Regions from separate parts of the Rattus norvegicus genome. Here region 2 is linked to region 1. A link is a contact called in public Hi-C data. All regions are on one chromosome and are shown on one strand. Each heading gives the region's core, a stretch centred on a gene start, on an enhancer-like site or on the middle of the called end of the contact. The rest is flanking DNA. Distances are from core to core; before and after follow the strand shown. Region 1 has its middle 320 kb from the start of Onecut1. Region 2 overlaps Onecut1 (one cut homeobox 1).

The links. Hi-C and Micro-C count contacts between places; a contact is called where the count stands out from the background.
Region 2: a Hi-C map of hepatocytes shows a contact between it and region 1, with 2.4 times the contacts expected there. The contact joins two enhancer-like sites. A contact is called at or near these places in 9 of 12 Hi-C or Micro-C datasets (the A7r5 cell line, the Rat2 cell line, frontal cortex and 5 more).

The regions. Positions count from the first base shown.
Region 1 is chr8:84,158,518-84,161,535 of GRCr8, forward strand. No RefSeq gene overlaps it. Among named protein-coding and RNA genes, the nearest start is that of Onecut1, 320 kb to the right of the region's middle. Within about 2 kb of position 1,429, at least 1 of the 93 cell types and tissues checked has an H3K27ac peak or open chromatin away from gene starts, as enhancers often do. A contact at or near this core is called in hepatocytes, where this site is marked.
Region 2 is chr8:84,483,349-84,486,366 of GRCr8, forward strand. The region is part of intron 1 of Onecut1 (one cut homeobox 1); the gene reads left to right. Among named protein-coding and RNA genes, the nearest start is that of Onecut1, 4.6 kb to the left of the region's middle. Within about 2 kb of position 1,458, at least 4 of the 93 cell types and tissues checked have an H3K27ac peak or open chromatin away from gene starts, as enhancers often do. A contact at or near this core is called in hepatocytes, where this site is marked.

The DNA.
Region 1 (3,018 bases), core at 179-2,678:
GACTTTCATTAGTCACACTCTAGATTTCTCTGGCAGTACAGGAGAAGACACATTCCCTGCAAGGAGAAGGAAGTCTAAGCCACAACGTATTGCCTATGAGAAACTGTCTTGATTCATGATTAATGTAGGCTTGCCCAGTCCACTGAGGGCGACGCCATTCCTAGGCAGATGATCCTGGAGTGTGTAAGGAAACTAGATTAACTGTGAGCCCCAGAGCAAGCGAGCGAGTAAGCCAGAGAGCAGTGTTGCTCCATAGTTGTTACTTTAAGCTTCTACTTTGAATTTCAGCCCTGATTTTCCTCAATGACAAAGTATAAGCCAAATGAGTTGTTTCTTCCCTAAGTTGCTTTAGTTCAAAGTGGTTCACCCCAGAAACAGAAGGAAATGAAACAGAGGGAGGAATCTACATGTTTAAGAATTCAAAAAATTATCCGTGACTCCCAGAACCTGGGAGAGAGCTTTGAGGGTCTTTCCTTCTGTGGTTCCTTCTATAAGTCCACAGAAGGAACCATACCTGAAGACACTTTAACTTCAAACTTCTGGTCTCTTTGCTGGTACCATGAAAAAGTACTGACTTTGTTCTAAGTCACATAGTCCGTGACAGTCTGCTATAACAAGCATAGCAAGTTACAACTATCATCCTCAGGACTGATGACTTACTGAGCCATCAGCATTAGGCCGTGCTATGGTGCCATATCAGATAACAAAGCAATATAAAGACTAAATCATTCGCAGTGCCTCTATTTGCAGACATTGACATTCAGAGACTTTTTCCCCATGAGTTTATTTATTTATTTACTTTACATCCCAATTGCAGTTCCCCCCCCCCGCCCTCTTTCCAGTGGCTCCTCCTCACCTAGTCCCTCTCTCCATCCCCATCCCCTTCTCCTCTGATAAGGCAGAGGTCCTCCTGGGTAACAATACCCCTCCGCCCACACCCCCAGTCCCGTGTGCATCAATTCACCAAAGGTCTAGGTACAGCCTCTCCCACTGAGGCCAGACAAGGCAGCCCAGTAAGAAGAGCAGAATCCACAGAGGCAGGCAACAGAGTCAGGGACAGCCCACACTCAGGTTGTTGGGGGACCAGCATGGAGACCAAGCTGCGTATCTGCTATACGACATTTAGAGATTTATCAAAGCTTCACAAAAGGAAAGCACTGACATTCATACCCATTCCCTCTGATGCCAAAAATTCTTCTGGCCATTCCCCTGTGGTTTCTTAATCACAAAGCTGCTGGAACAGTAGTAGTGAGTGGAAACATAGAACTTTGTTATGTAAACAGCTGTGAAGCCAGCCACACTGGAACATGCCAGATACCAGTGCCAATTACATAACAAGAATATTGCAATTTCAGAGAAATACCTGGTTAGCACAAAGCTTTGTTTGAACTCTTACCAGCTGAACAAGTTCAAAGGAGGTTTTCAGGGAAATGGGACATGTTGGGCAAAGGCATGGAGGCTAAAGAGACTAGGGCCAAGTTTTACCAGTACCATCTGACGAGGGGAATGACTGCGAGTCTTTTCCAAAGGCGAGCTTGATCCTGTTCCCTACACTGGTGTCTTAGTCATGATTTCTAGTCCTGCACAAACATCATGACCAAGAAACAAGTTAGAGAGGAAAGGATTCATTCAGCTTACACTTCCACTTTGCTGTTCATCATCAGAGGAAGTCAGGACTGGAACTCAAGCAGGCCAGGAAGCAGGAGCTGATGCAGAAGTCATGGAGGGATGCTACCTACTGGCTTGCTTCCCCTGACTTGCTCAGCTTGCTTTTATATAGAATTCAGGATTACCAGCCAGGGATAGCACCAACCAGAATGCGCCCTCCCACCCCTGATCACTAGTTAAGAAAATACCTTACAGTTGGATCTCATGGAGGCATTTTCTCAAGGGAGACTCCTTTCTCTGTGATAACTCCAACTTGTGTCAAGTTGACACATAAAACCAGCCAGTACAACTGGGTTCTAGCGTTAACATAGCCTTCCCCCCACTCCAACCCTCGTTGGAGTGTGTGTCTGTGTGTGTGTGTGTGTGTGTGTGTGTGTGTGTGTGTGTGTGCGTGTGTGTGTATATATATACGTGTGGAGGCTAGAGGTCAACATTAGGTGTCTTTCTCTTTTCCCCTCCCCTGTATTTTTTTTTTGAGGCACAGTCTCTCAGTGAACCCAGAGCTCACCTATTCAACTAGGCTGGCAAATCAGCACCAGATCCGCTCTCTCCATTTCCTAGAGGAGGGAATTACAAATGTGCATCACTGCTTTTTACATGGGTACTGTGGCTCTGAACTCAGATCTTTTTATACAGAAAGTATTCTGCTGACTGAGCCATTTCCCCAACCCCAGAGCCCACTACTCTAATGCTCAAATCCAGTTACACACAGTGAGCAGGTCTTTCCCATGGCCTCCTTATAGATAACTAACACTGCAGGACAACTTATAGTCTAGAGAAGCTGCCAACAGAGATCTTGGGCATGAAGGACAACTAGCTGGCTGGGGGTGGGGAGAGAGTTGTCACCAGGTCTTGCTGTTTGCCTGAAGGAGACCATCATGATTGAGAGGACATCCCTCAGTTTAGAAAACTGGAAAGTCGTATGACCATCATCAAGGTTGGATGTGAATATGCCTTCAAATAAGTCGAGTCTGAATTTGCTAGTTGTAGTTCATAGACATGGTCACCAAAACGAATTTACATCTATCGTCTTTTGAGAAATTTGAGTCCTTCGAGGCTACTATGAAATATTGTATTCCCCAGTTGTAAATCTTTAAAAAACAGCTTTCAATTTTAAGGTTCCAGTCATGCTTTATAATACAGTTATCGACAATATCTGATGTATTCTCCTTCTTCGTCTTTTATACAGAAGTAAGTCTGAAGCTCAGAGAGGTGTGGTAATTTATCCAGAGTCACACAGCAATGAAGGCAAGACAGCCAGGATGAAAACTGAAACCTTAGTCTAGGTCTTAGAGGCTAAAGAGTCTGATGAGGCCTATACCCATTACCTTAACTAAGAAGACATCATGC
Region 2 (3,018 bases), core at 208-2,707, 320 kb after region 1:
GGTCCTGTAGCAAGATGGTTGTCTAGTACTGGAAACCTAATCTATCTATCCTGTGCAAGGCCCACTGGCCTCCAGATAAGAGAACTGAGCCAGGGATTTGGGCGGGGTGGGGGGGTTGACTGCTTGGGCGAATGAAGACCAAGTCCTAGAACCTGCACAACAAAGGCACGAATTGGGTGCTGAGCAAGTGCTCGTGGGACGGAGAAGGTCATCATAGGGCTACTATCTACACACCTACGTCCAGATGGCTAGCTCTGTTATTCTGGGCTCCAGGCATGTGGCCCTTTCCTAGACTGTGTGGAAAATGGGAGGCTGCAGTGGACATGAAACCAGAGCACACAGGATGTCCTGAGACACCGCAGAGCACTGCCTCTTTCTTTTCTTTTTCTTTTCTTTTTTCCCTTTTTGGTCTGTTTAACATAAAGGAGTGAGAAGGATTGGGACTGAGCCTGCAGGGGGAGGAGGGCATGCTAACTCCAGAAGCTCAGAGCCATCCCGTTCTCCCGTAAAAGTCACAGCCTATTTTGGAGCCTCCAAAGAAAACCCAACCCTGCTCATTGATTTCTTTCTTTCTTAAGAGAAGTCGGTCTCTGAGCCTTGAAATGGTTGACTAGCAGGCCTCAGTGATGGAGCTTAGGACTGACCCGCCTGATGCTTTGGTGTGGCAACTGCAGGAACTTAGTGCCTGCTCCGCAGGACCAGCCATTGCAGCTTTGCTGGCTGCTACACCAAAGAGCAAATCAGCGTCTTTTCTCAACCCCCTAACAAGAGCCTGCTGAAATCCTTTACTCTTTAGTGGAAGAGAGGTTCTCCATTTGCCTCTCTGTGCTCCGAGTTCCACTGCAGCTTCTCTGGAGGGTCAAAAATCTTTCTGCACGTGGCAGTGTGTTTGGGGAGGCGCCTTCTGGTGTATAAATTACAAGCGCTGGTGAAAGACTGGAGGAAATTCTCACCAAATTAACTACCTTTTAAAAATCAATATATGTTGCCTCAACGTAATGCTTGCTGCTGCTCATTAAAACGCAGCGTGACCAGGCGCACACCGTTTCTGGTCCCGAGTGGGGTGGGGAAACCAAGCTGGGTGCCCCGCCTCTGACGTGGGCGTCTATCAAGACAGGAGGAGATTAGACTCCAATTAAATATTCCAGAAGGCTTCGGCCCTTCGGCAGTAGCTGGCAGCAAGGAAAGAGACTGCAAGAGACACCCACCAGTGAATGTGACTGTAGCACTGTGCACCCAGGAGGTGGTGACCGCTCGGGTCCTCAGCCCAGGCAAGGCTGTGTGCTGAGCAAGCCGACCCTGTGGGAGGTGAAGAGACCTCCAGAGCCCTGCAGGAAGACAGCCTGCCCTGCGGCACCCCGGACTTCGCCCCCTTGTGGTCGGGTATTTACTCCTCTGTGCTAGAGGAAGATCTAAGCTGAGGGCGGATGGGGGGGGGCATCCTACCTGGAAGTGGCCCTGAGAAAGTCTTGCCCAACCCAACCTGGGCCATGTTTGCTGTGAGTGGCCTTGTGGCCTGGTTGATTGATAACTGGCTCTGCATACGTCCATTTGCTTTTGTGTTAATATTTATCCCGACCGGTGACATTTCAAGTGTCCCGTGCTGCCCCTGCAGCGACAGCCAGGCAGGAATGCTAGGCTGGGTCTTAGGAACAGCATTTGTTCAACTCCTGAAGAATTCTGGGTGGAGAGGGAGAAAGAGGCCAGGACTGGGCACAAGAGATGCCAAGGCTGGAAAGGCTCCTGGGTTACAGAGTGGGAGGAGAAGGTGGTGCCATCACACAGATTTCCTGGCTCCCTGAGCTGTGGCTCTCCCGAGGTGCAGCTGCTACTAGCCCGCTGCAGCTTGAACAAAGGGCCCGTAGGGCGCGACCGACCGTGTCCGCCTTGGAGGCTGGGGTCAAGGCCTAGAATGGCTTTCTCCCAGCGAGGCTAAGGGATAACCCGTTATCAGGAGGCAGCCGAGAGTCCCAAAGCCTCCAGGGATGAATGGTAGAGTGAATTAGGATAGTTGGAACACACACACACACACACACACACACACACACACACACACCAGATATGAAGTCAAAAGGACTTGGGACAGTCACCAGAAGGCTCTGAAAGGCATCTTTCCTCACAGAATCTATCTCTCCCCTCCGTGGGTTAATAGTTGGCTTTGTGTATTTTTCGTTGGTGAACCCATAAGGAGAGGAGGTGCAGGAGTTTGAGTGTGCCTGTGGTGATAATTAACGATAGTAGTTTTTGTAGCCAGCTAAGCCTGCTTAGACCTGGTGGCTGTGAGAGAACACCCACCAAAAACAAACCCCATGGCATGTTCAGAAGCTGCCTGCCTATCCTGTCTTCCCCAATTCTGAGTGCTATCCCCATATGCCCAGGAGCTGGGGTACTGCGGTCATTCCAGACCCAGCTGCTTACAACTGACACAGACGATATAACGGACAGTACCGCTGTGTCGTAGCAGCGAAGCCATCCAAAACCTATAACGTGACTATCTTTGAAGCTTTCTGCCTGTGCAAGCCAGACAGAGGCGAGAAGAACTGGCTTTGCTCCCGGATGAGCAGAGGACGCTGCTCACGACCCCTAGTGGCCGCCTAGCGAGGGAACAGGAGATAGATGTTGGGCTGGCTGAGGCTTTGTTTTTAGAGCATCCTTGTCCTAAAATTTTCTAAGCAGTGTTTTGATAGGAAGAGGCTGTGGAGGAGGAAGAGGATGCCTAAGAAAAACTCCATCGAGGGAGATGGGATTCCTTCCCTACCAATTACAGCCTGAATTCTAACCTATCCAACCCCTAATCCCAACCTACCTAGAAAAGGTAAATATTTCAATTCCATGCACGAGTTACGCTGACATTTTACCTGAAAGGGGCGATAAGTGCAGAGGTGACCCTGGCGATCTGAACTCGGAGGCTGGGACCAAAATAGTCTGCACAGATTAACAGTTCCTTTGTTTTGCTTGCTTCCCAGCAAACTGGTCTGAGTGAGTCAGAGGGCACCCCTCAGGCCTTAAGCTTAGAAG